3 separate regions of the Sus scrofa genome follow, and all the other regions are linked to region 2. A link is a contact called in public Hi-C and HiChIP or PLAC-seq data. All regions are on one chromosome and are shown on one strand. Each heading gives the region's core, a stretch centred on a gene start, on an enhancer-like site or on the middle of the called end of the contact. The rest is flanking DNA. Distances are from core to core; before and after follow the strand shown.

The links. A called contact is a pair of places that touch in the nucleus more often than the background predicts. HiChIP or PLAC-seq counts read pairs in DNA pulled down with a chosen protein or histone mark.
Region 1: a contact with region 2 is called in an H3K27ac HiChIP or PLAC-seq map of skeletal muscle, with 9 times the contacts expected there. The contact joins the enhancer-like site here to the promoter of DAPK2 in region 2. A contact is called at or near these places in 1 of 5 promoter capture datasets (liver), 9 of 47 Hi-C or Micro-C datasets (embryonic fibroblasts, epiblast stem cells, heart right ventricle and 3 more) and 1 of 2 datasets of contacts at active chromatin or transcription factors (skeletal muscle).
Region 3: a contact with region 2 is called in a Hi-C map of skeletal muscle, with 2.2 times the contacts expected there. The contact joins the promoter of HERC1 here to the promoter of DAPK2 in region 2. A contact is called at or near these places in 1 of 5 promoter capture datasets (liver), 3 of 47 Hi-C or Micro-C datasets (embryonic fibroblasts, heart right ventricle and skeletal muscle) and 1 of 2 datasets of contacts at active chromatin or transcription factors (skeletal muscle).

Annotation. Positions count from the first base shown.
Region 1 is chr1:108,140,710-108,144,611 of Sscrofa11.1, forward strand. No RefSeq gene overlaps it. Among named protein-coding and RNA genes, the nearest start is that of HERC1, 64 kb to the right of the region's middle. Within about 2 kb of position 2,487, at least 19 of the 83 cell types and tissues checked have an H3K27ac peak or open chromatin away from gene starts, as enhancers often do. A contact at or near this core is called in liver and skeletal muscle, where this site is marked.
Region 2 is chr1:107,995,739-107,999,251 of Sscrofa11.1, forward strand. It overlaps DAPK2 (death-associated protein kinase 2), which reads left to right and starts at 1,567. Exons shown (of 12, transcript NM_001243563.1): 1 at 1,567-1,665.
Region 3 is chr1:108,203,900-108,207,743 of Sscrofa11.1, forward strand. HERC1 (probable E3 ubiquitin-protein ligase HERC1) reads left to right here and starts at 2,273. Exons shown (of 78, transcript XM_021094078.1): 1 at 2,273-2,440.

The DNA.
Region 1 (3,902 bases), core at 1,237-3,736, 150 kb after region 2:
GCCAGGGATCGAACCCGAAACCTCATGGTTCCTAGTCCAAATTATTTCTGCTGTGCCATGACAGGAACTCTGAAAATTGTTTATATTTGGGGAGCTGCGCCTTTGAAACAGCATATGTGTGTCAGTTGGACCAGGGGACTGAATGGGATGGCCTTGCATCCACCACTGGATGCCTGCAGATGCATATTTCTGGGTAACCAGAGTCAGAAGGCAGTGTTGAACACTGCTCATAGATGTCATGGATATTTGTGATGTGAGAAGACTTGTGAAGGAAACAGCAAGAGCAGGATGGGCACTGTGAGAATCTGAGACTGAGGTAGGAAAATCAGCAGTCAGGGAAAGAGACCCCAAAAAAAGAGAAGTGGTTCCCAATTCTGTTATTCTAAGGCAGGGAGAACAGAGTGATATTGTAGTTTCACAGCAAGAAAATGTGGATAAGAGACAGGGGGTCAGCTTAAAAAATAGAAACGTAGCCTCTAAGTATTAGGAGGTAGGAGGCAGGAACAGAGCCCTGCAGGAGTCGGGTGCTGAGAGGGAGGCTTACTGCAACTTTGTGTTTTTGTTCAGGATGGTGAAGCTCACCTCAAGGGGCACACCAGCTCTTTAAAGAAGTAAATGCAAGAGTATTTGCCCCCCACCTTGTTTCCTTCTTTTGTTATTTAAGATGCTGTATCAGCTTGCTAGAGTGGCCATGACAAAATACCACAGATGGGGTGGCTTAAACAACAGCAATTAACTTCCTCAAGGCTTGTCTTTTTGCCTTTGTATAAGGCCACTCCCACGGCATATGGAGGTTCCCAGGCTAGGGGTCGAATCGGAGCTTCAGCTGCCGGCCTACACCACAGCCACAGCAATGGGGATCTGGGCCGAATCTGCAACCTATACCACAGCTCACAGCAACACCAGATCCTTAACCCACTGAGCAAGGCCAGGGATCGAACCCTCGACCTCATGGTTCCTAGTCAGATTCGTTAACCACTACGCCATGACGGGAACTCCAACTTCCTCACAGCTTGTAGATAACCACCTTCTCCCTGTGTTTTCATCTGACTTAATGGATTAGGGCCCACCCATAAGACCTCATTTTACATGAATGACCTCTTGAAGGAGGTCATTTACTTCCAAGTACAGTCCCGTAGTAATGAGGTGTGGGGGTTAGGACTTCAACAGAAGAATTGGGGCTGAGGGGAGGGGAGAGGTAGAAGACCCAGTTTGGCTCATAACACACATTTACTTTAAGAATTATTTGAGTTTTTCGGTAGATCCTGTCGTGACTCAGCGGAAAGAAATCTGACTAGCACCCATGAGGAGGCAGGTTCGATCCCTGGCCTCGCTCAGTGGGTTAAGAATCTGGTGTTGCCATGAGCTGTGGTGTAGGTCGCAGATGCCACTCTGATCCCATGTTGCTGTGGCTGTGGTGTAGGCCGGTGGCTGTAGCTCCAATTTGACCCCTAGCCTGGGAAACTCCATATACGGCAGGAGCGGCCCTAAAAGGCAAAAAATTATTGATTTTTTGATGTCTGCCTCCTCTCGTGGGCAATAAGATCTGTGAGAGCAGGACTGCGACTCTCTGATGCCGGATTGTGTACAGTGTCTGTGGGTGTTGAGCAAGTATTTATGGACAGAGTTAATGAATGACTTCTCTTTCCTTGGTTGATCCAAAATGTCAAGGAGAATTGCAGGACTTCACACTGGCAAGAAGCCAAAACGCTAATGGCATTCCTGTTCTCCAGGGACCTACTTAGTATAATATGCCTTGGAACGGAAAGCCTACTGTGGGTCAGACTTTTGTCTAGCCTTGACAAATGAAGCTTCCAATAAGAGAAGGGGAAAGAAAGTCTGGGTTGCTGTTCTGTTTCCTTGTCCTTATGCCTTCGCATGAATGGACTTGGAAAGTCACCAAACAAAAGAGTAAAACTTCTTTTCTGGGTGTTGAATTAGTCATGTGATGAATCTGGAGTTTGTCATTTTCCCTACCTCTAGCTATTGCGACCCAGGTTCCAGGTCAGAGAGCCAGCAGCTACCTGTTGGGGTCGAAAGGGGTGTTCAAGGTCAGGTACAGAGGACAGATCTGACTCTAGATGAGTCTTTTAGAAGAGAGTGTGTATGTGTGTTATGTCTGTGTTTCTGGGTATTTCTAAATATCTCTGTGTGTGCATCTGCTTCTATGTGTGTGTATTTGGGTGTGTGTGTGTGCATGCACGCATGTGCCCACACATTCATGGATGTGTCTGAGTTTTGTTTGTGTGTGTCTCTTTGTTTCTCTGTGTGTACATCTGACTATGTGTCTGGGTGTGTGCATCTGTCTCTGTGTGGGTGTATCTGGGTATCTGGTTTTGTCCAAAAGGACTTATGGGGAAGTGCCTCTGGCCCAGGCTTTGCAGCCTCTGTTCTAATGCTGTCAGACCTTTGAGACTGGTCTATTTGACTTTCCAGGGGACAGAGTTGAGAAAAGCCACATCTGCTGAGTCATAAGGATGTGGCCTGTATGTGTTCACAGTTGGACGTATCACCTTTCATACACATGAAGGGGAAATTTCAGATGGGCTGGCTGACCCTGCAGTCTTTCAGAAGGTCAAGACCTCAGCCAGCCCTAGGAAGGAGCGGAAATGAGAAAGCTCAGGGGACATAGAAGTTGGCAGGAGACGAGCCAAGCCTTGGATATTTCCCCAGCTGATACCCTGGGTCATGGCTTTCTCAGGCTGTTCCAATAACCAAGCTGATAGCGTTGAAACTGGCTGATGGATGCTTCCTGGTCGGGGAGGAAGCCAGAGTCGATGGTCTTGAAAGGTACAAATTAGAGGACCTTGCCAAACTCTTAACAGTCTGGAGGCACCACCAGGCCATGAGTCCAGACTCTAGAAAATCCTTCTCTTCCCTCTCCATCCCAACCAGCCAAGAGAGAAACAAAAAGCACCACAATAGTATGCTTATCCACAATGCAATCAGTAAGTCAAGCTTGTCTGATTTTAAACAGTAACTTTTCCCCCAGGGACAGCAGGGGCAGGAAGCCTCAGTCACGGCTTCTTGACTGGAATGGGCTTCACAGGTTCTTTTCCAAGAGCACATGAAGAAGGACAAGGGGGCATTTGCCCGCTCGTGTGTGCCTGGTAGGGCATGGAAAGCAAACACACCTTCTGAGCATTTACACATGTCAGTTGTGGAGCTAGGCACTGTTCCGGGGAGCCCAGGCTGGGGACAAACCTGACATTGTAGACATTCAGCTAGCTCATAGATAAGCCGCTTCCTGTAGCCCACGAGGCTGGAAGCACAGATGTGGATGAGGCGAGGGAAGAGAGTGTGGGCACATCAAGGAGGGGCTGGTTCTTCTGAGGACATGGTCATCAGAGGTGGGAGGTAGGCTAGCCTGGAGCAGGGGGCCTCAGTTACTTCTCGTATTCAGACAGTGAAGGCCACTGACAAAAACTCCTGCTTGTCAACCATCACTCACCTCTGGTGGGGGCCAGCCAGCCTCATGGGGCCCCATGGGTCTGCACTGCAGGCCAGTAGGCTTGGTGGGGATCAGGTTCTCCTGGGGAGAAAGAGGCTGGGGAAGGAAGGACAGTGGTCAGTACCTGCCTAACTGGGGACTTCAGCGACTTTATAGATGCTCATCCAGCCCCACGGAAGATGCCCCGAGGTGGCAAGGACCCTCAGGAACTGGCATCAAACTGTTCACGTCATTACAAGTTCTTTCTCAGGTGGAGTTCAAGCCTTCCGGAAGATCCATCTGTTGTCCTGGTTGTATCTCCTGGGGTCACATCCATTTAACAAATATGTAGACAAAGATGAACAAGATGGTCTGTGTCTTCAAATAATCCAAAGGCTGGTGACAAGGACAGGGCAGGATGAAATAGTGGCTAAGCTGTGAGCTGAGGGAGGGATTCTGACTGATGGCAGGA
Region 2 (3,513 bases), core at 317-2,816:
TCTCACCAGTGGTTGTCCTGTGCACACTGACTTGGAAAGCCACATCTGGTCTTGGATATTACTCTATTCAAGGTAGACTGATGCTCCTGGGGGAGGTCGCTCAGAGCCTGCACTGTCCTGGAATATTATTGTCAAGCTGATAAACGAGGAAGCACTGGGATCTTTCTATAGCGTGTCAAAGGTGCTGCGGTATGGGTCAGCTGGGGGTGGGAGGGCTGGTTCATCTATACTTGTCAATACCCCAGTGTCCAGAAAGGCTCAAGTGGGGAATGGGAGGTTGCCCACCAAGGTGAGGGTCCTCCAGGTGCATCTTACACAGTCTGTCTCATTTCAGCCCCATAAAGCTCCATTAGATGCTGTTAGAATGGGTGGTTGCTTATGTTACTGATAAAGATTGAGTTCAGGTGCCATGCCCAAGATTACAGCCATCTGAAATCGCATGGCAGCGCTTTGAACCAAATGTAGGACTCTGAGTCTAACCATATTTACTCTAACACTTTTTTGAGGATCCCCCAGATGACTTAGGGATGGAGGCTCGGGGAAGGGATCTTCATCTTCCCCTAAACAGCCTCTTGTCCCTAAACAGCCTCTTGTCTTGAAATAAGAAGACCTGGATTAAATTCTGTTTCCACTTCCTTCCTCTTACCACCCCTTCCACTCTCATTCCTTTTTCCTCCTGGGATTTTGGACAGAAGGAAGAAGGGAAGAGGACTCCACTTTCCAATCTTTTATTAGGGAAGACTTGAGGGCGATGTGAAGCTTCACTCACCAACGCGCTGGGCAGGACTGGGGGCATAGAGGTCAGGCTGCTCCCAAATGGTGTGTTGCAGGGGGTGTGAGTGGATGGGGTGGGGTGATGAGGTGAGTCTCCCCCCACCCCACTGTGAAACGTGGATGATTAGTTTTCCAGAGGAATCTGTGTGTCAGAATCTGTGCGTTGTCGTTGCAAGGGGCCTATTCCCTGGTGGGACTTCCTCTTGGGGCGCCTGTGTGATAACGGGATAACAGGAGACAAGGAAATACCACTCTCTCCTTTTTTTTTTTTTTTTTTTTGTCTTTTTCGTCTTTTTAGGGCCACACCCGCAGCATTTGGAGGTTCCCAGGCTAGGGGTCAAATTGGAGCTGCAGCTGCCGGCCTACACCACAGCCACAGCAACGCTGGATCCTTAACCCACTGAGTGAGGCCAGGGATCGAACCTGCGTCCTCATGGGTGCTAGTAGGGTTCCTTAACCGCTGAAGCACAATGGGAACTCCCGGAAATACCACTTTCTGAGCGATCATGCCTGGCTATGTGACTTGCCCAAAGACACACAGGCTGTAAGGGCAGCAGATCCAGTGAAGACGCCCTGAGGTTCCTGCCACTCTGTCTCTTGCCCCCTCTCCTGGAATCCGCAGGGGCTCTGAGGTGCTCACCCTGACCCGGCAGAAGACACTAGGTCCTCACCCCAGGGCTGGCCGGAGGGGGCTCCCGGCAGGGGGCGCCCCGAGTCCCTTCTCGGGCCTCGGGGAGCGCCTCCAGCCGGCGCCTGGGACCAGGCCGGCCGCCCCGCCCCCTCGGCTCCTCGGACGCTCCGCGGGCGGGCGCGCAGCGAGCAGATCTGAGCCGAGGGCCGCACGCCCCGCCGAGCCCCTCGTGCCCACCGCCTGCCGCTCAGACTACCGCCGTGAGTAGTGTCCGTCTGCGGGCTCGACGGGAGGGACAGGGCGTGTGGAGAGGGGGCTGGGAGTGGGGCTGGCGGGGGCAAACTACTCCGAGGCGTGTTCTCCTACCCTTGAGTGCGCCGCCGGGTCCCTGATGCCGCTCCCCCGGGGTATGACCGGCCTTGGCTTTGGGCGTTCTGGCCGGCACCCGACTGCTCCCCCAGGGCGCGGTCCGAAGTCTGGCACTTTGACCTGAGGGATCGGGTGGGAGCTGCGGGCAGAGGCCAGGTGCTTAGGGAGGATTGTAGGAGACTGGCTTCCATCACGCTAAGACCCCTTGCCGCGGGGGGAGAGCACTGGGAGGAGAGGGCCAGGTCTTCCTTAACATCAGCCTTCTCGAATACTTCCTTCTCCCCCTTGAGTGAGGAGGTGATGCGAGGAGGCTTTCTCTGTGGCAGGACGAAGCTGTGGTCCCCGGGGTGGGGAGCCTGGCCTGGGGCAGAGTCAGGGTGGGCATGGGGCAGCCAGTAGGTCTGCAACAGGCTGGGCTTTCTACCCCAGCATGGGGAGGGGGGTTGTCAACAGTTGACCCAGCTCTGGGCCAGGCATTGTGGATGTCTCATGGCAGGTGTGGGTCTGGCTAAATGCTCACTGTAACTCTGCAAGGTGGAAATTAGTCTTCTCACTTTAGGGAGGAGGAGAGGAGGCCAGGAGAGTTGAGCAGAGGCCAGGGCAGGTGGGGGTAGGCTAGGAGTGGGCACTGGAAGAGAACATACTTAGTTGGCTGCCTCACTGACAGGTGGGAAGGACCCTGGGGAAAGGTGGATAGAGCACAGCCCTTGTACCTTGTACTCTAGAATCCAGTGCAGGGCAGCTGGGGTCTGTGGTTTCTGACACTGTTTCTCAACTGCCTCCCTGTAGGGTTTTCCTGGGAGAGTCCTAGTGACCGAGGGGTCCTGGCGTCTTGGCTTTTTCACAGTCACTTCCAGAGTCCTGTTCTTTCCCAAAACACCCATCTCCCAAGATATGTTTTTAGCACCTGAAGCGACCTCATTCAGCAGCTTTGGGAGAGGCTTGGGCAGGGGGTACAGGGGTATGTGGATGTGGGTGGGTGTGTACTGGTCTGGGACAAGTTTCCCACTGGCAGGAACAAGACCTGAACTGACCCTGACCACCTCCCTAAGGCCTCCCTAGGTGAGGAGGTGCAGGTGCCAAGTGGAGCTGGACCTTCACCAGGAACAGTTTTCTCATGTCAGCCCAGGTAGGTGGCTGACCCTCTCTGAGCCCCAGTTTCCTCATCAGAGATTGGGGCGGGTGAGAGCCTCCAGGGCATGGTGAGGCTCTGTAATGCTAGGTGCCTCTCCCTTCTGTTGTCAGCCTCCTCAGAGCCCAAATGTGATGATTCTTGATGTAGGGCATCAGGGGACAATCACACCCATTTCACAGACTTGCCCTGGGTGAGCATCTCTGAGTTTGGCAGAGGGAGCTGGGACCCATGAAGAAGAAGCCTTAGGATGATGGAAAGTCCCTTATGGGATTATCCTTCTGTCCTTGAAGCTTGCTTGTGGTTGTCCCTCAGGAGGCCACTGACTTCCCAGCCTTGGTGCCAGCACTGGAGAGTTGAGGGTGCTCGTAACAGAAGCCAGGGTAAGAGCGGCTGGAGTGGGCTAGCTGTGTGATTTTTAGCAGGTTCCTTCTGCTGTCTGGACCTCAGTTTCCTTCTTTTATAAAACAAGTGGGTTGGACCAGATAGTAGTGGGTTTCAAATACTTCCTCCCACGAATTCTTACCCAGAACCCCAACATATAGTGTAGATAAGGTGGATCTTCTCTGGTTTCTCTTCCTCATGCTGGTGGCTCCTGAGCAGGGTC
Region 3 (3,844 bases), core at 1,023-3,522, 210 kb after region 2:
GTGTGCTATCCTAATTCTCCTCCAAGAAGCATTTCAGCTCTGTCCTTCCCCTCTCTTCATCCTTTCCCCCATACCCTTGTCACTTGAAGTATCCTCACATGGTATTATGATTATCTATTTTCCTCGCTACCTTCTCCCATAAGACCTTAAGTTCCTTGAAGGCAAGTATTAAAGGTTGCTCAACTTAGTATATTCAGTGTCTTGCATAAGTGCCTAGTTTATGATAGGCATTCAACAAAGATCTGTTAAATGAATGAATGAAAATAATGCCTTACACTTATAGAGAGTTTTAGGCTTACAAGTACGTTCCTATGTTATCTGACTTCCATGAAACTCTGAGTCAGGCAAGATACCCAATGTCAGTCCCATTTATAGATGTGAGAAGAAGTTCAGAAAGGCAGTGTAACCTGAGGCCAAAAACCTGCAAATTCAGGAGACACTAGGATAGAAGCCCTGCTCTGGAGCCCTTTTCTGAATACTGAAGAAGTTTGTTTTCTGAGCCAAGTGCCAAAGGCAAAACAAATTTACTCCCTGAATCCTTTTAAGTTTCTCCCAGTCCCGCATTCACACTTCATTCCTCTGCTGGTTCCTTTCACCTTTGACTTAACCCTATTTATGCAGGAGCCACATATTTCCTATATGCAGATGAAAGATGAAAAATTTTTTTTCTGTTGATTTTCCACTTCCTCCACCTGGGACCTGGTTCAGCTGTAGGACTGTGGGATGTGCGGCATGAAATGGGGATTGAGCATGTGTGAGGAAAGATGTAGCTGACTAGTATGGCCAGAGTGTGCAGCTCAGAGGACTATCAGGGCAAGAGCCTGCAGAGCTGAGGTCTTGACCTTGAGTTCCCTTTATCCTCCTCACCCCTCTATCTCCAACATTTGTGCGAGGAGGAGGCGGTGGGGCAGAATCTTAATAAAATGAACTGGTAGAGTTTGGAGAATGGTGCTGACAATGAAACTGCATCAGAAGTTGATTTAAATATTAAAGAGTGGTCAGAGAAGGGGTGGAATGGTTAAAGAGAAGGCGGAAGGTATTCAGGGCTTACTTGTGACATTATTTGTATTTGATAAGAGTATGCAATTGGTCTCAGTTGTATTCAATTCTCCTTTCTACATTGCCCTGAGGGTGGAAACTAAGGAGAGGGCAAAGGGGAAAATGTCTCACTTGGTCTTTGAAATAAGGAAAGTCCTAGTAAAGTTTTATAAATCCAAGAAAAACAGAATGTCAAGGGATGCCCTGAGTAGCACAGATGCCTACATGATCAACAAGTTAAAATGAGAATGGCTAGAGAGCCTGTTAACCTCGTCTCAGCTTCACACAAGATACCCAGACCGTAAAGCACTGGCAACAATGACATCATTCTACACACACCCACTCCCGCATTTCTAGTTTACTAGAAATAGATGCACATAATCGGTGCTCGTTAGAATATTTCCAACGAAGGATACCAGGAAGGTGGCTAGAAATGAGGAGTCTAGGAGTAAGAACAGGTACAGAAGGAAGACAGCGACAGGTGTATTCATTCAACAATGGACCAGGGCTAGGTGCTGAGGACACAGTGATGACTAAGCCAGTCACGGTCCCTTCATTGTAGAGGTCGAAGTCAGGATCCAGGATATAATTTACCTCCGTTTTCCTCAGCAGAAAACAGAGTCGTCGCAGGCCCCAGCATTTGTAGGGTTTTGGCAGTCCTGCGGCGTAAAGACATTAATAATGAGATAGAAGTCAAATGAAACGCTTTCATATGACTGAACTTAACCGGCCAGAAGTCTAGGACTGACTGTCGTGGGAGATAAAGAACTCAGAGCGCGTGGTGCAAGTCTGAGATAAAGGGGTGTGGTCGCCTAGCCCCTGCAGCCAGCATTTTCACGCCTCGCTCCATCCTTCAGCACCAGGGAGCGGGACAGTGGGGTCATCCACGCCCACTACGAGGGAAGCAACGAGGAAAACGGGGCGCGCTGGCTGGCAGCCCCCTCTCCTCACTGTCCTTTGTGAAACGTCCCCAATTGTGCCTCATAGGCACAGTCCGATCCCCACGGACGGACCGAGCTGTCCAGACTCCGCGAGGACTGAACGGTGAGGGCTGTGCGGTGGCGAGGAATACCTAGAATCTGCGCTCCCCATCGCTACTCATTAAACATCATTCCCTTTTCCCGTTCTCCTGCAAACTCGCCCGGGAGCGCTCCTCCCCCAACCCCTTCGGCCTCCCGCGATGGACCTGGGGGCGGGGCGAGGGCTCGAGACTGCGCGAGAGTTCTGCCCAAATCCCGCGAGACTCGCCTGCCGCCGCTGCCACCGCCTCTTACGTCTTTCCCTTTGACAAGTCGCCGCTGCTGCAGCAAAAATAAAGGACGCGGCCGCCGCAGCCGCTGCCGAGCCGGGCTCGGGTCGCCGGAGCCGCGCCCCACCGCCGCCAGCTCTGGAGCAGCGTATGGTAATGCCTCCTCTTCTGCACTCTTGGCCGCCTGTGCGTGCGCCCCGCCGGCCCGGCAAGGCCGGCCGGGGCCGTTCGGGAGCCGCAGCCGAGAGGGGTCGCCGGGGTCCCGAGTGGGATGCAGGCGAAGGCCTGAGGAAACCCTCCCGGCGCGGTGCGGCTCCCTGGCCCCCAAAGGCCTCTTGCTGCCCGGGCGCCTACAGAGACGCGTTAAAAGCCGAACCGCTCGGCCGTGAGGGCGGAGGGACCCGCCCCTCCGGCGGCTTGCTGTACCTGTCCCTTGGCCCTCGGGGGTCGCGTTTCTGACCTTTTCCCCCACCCCTTTATCCGCTAACGAGAGCCCCGCCCCCGCTGGGGCTTGGACCGGGGGAGGGGGTGGGGTGGCGGCCCGACTCTCTTTCGGGATCTGAGGAGAGCCGCGACACCGGTGCCCCCCGTCACCGGTAGCTTTTTGAGGGGTGGAGGTTGGGACGACATGTCTTTCCCCTTTTCTCTGCTTCTGGGTGGGCACAGCTCATCATCTGGTAAACCTTTCTTCAAGTCTTCCGTCTCTATAAAATAACAATTTATAAAGCTTCTCCTCCCAGGAGGGGAGACGAGATGCATTGTTCAGTCTCTGGGGTGAGATGAGGGTGATGATGACAGGAGCTGTCCCACGGAACATGGTGAAACTCTTTCTTTGATGGGTGGCAGGTTCGTGGGAGACACGAGGAGGACTGAAGCTGGTACCATCTCTCCCAGGAGGTTATGTAAAAGACATGCTGTGTGTCCTAGAGAACTGTGAAACACAGGGACGGAGTTTGCCTTAATTTAAAAATAATTTCTGCATTACTGTAGAAAATATGGATACTCAATAATAGGAATACCAAATCCATTCTTGTAATTACATTTCTATTTCATGATTAATATTTTGGTGTATTTCCTAGCACTTAATTTTTTCAAATAGTGTTTGGCTTATCCTTGACTGAGACTTCCTCTTTCTATATATGTTGCAAAAGTGATTTATTTAAGTCACTTCTTAGGCCTGCTTGATTAAAATTGGTTACTTGTTCATTATCACTGGCTGTACTCATTCATCACTCTCTCTTTCATTGGGCCTTCTTCCAATATGATTGTTAGCTAAATTTTTTTTTTTAATTAGAAATTATTATCTACTTGGATCTAGTATATATGTGTTGTTACATTTCAGCCTGTGGTGGGATCTGATAGTGAGTAGTGGTTGTGGAAAGTAGATAAACTTTGATTATTCATGGTGGGAAGAAACCTGTTTACCTCAAGGTTTTGTAAAATTGGTTTCCATTGGTTATTTTTAGACCAAAATCATTATATGACATTGTTTGTTTCATGGTACTTTTGTGATTAGAATGGGATGGACATGTGCCTTTGATTATATAGCTTTCTATA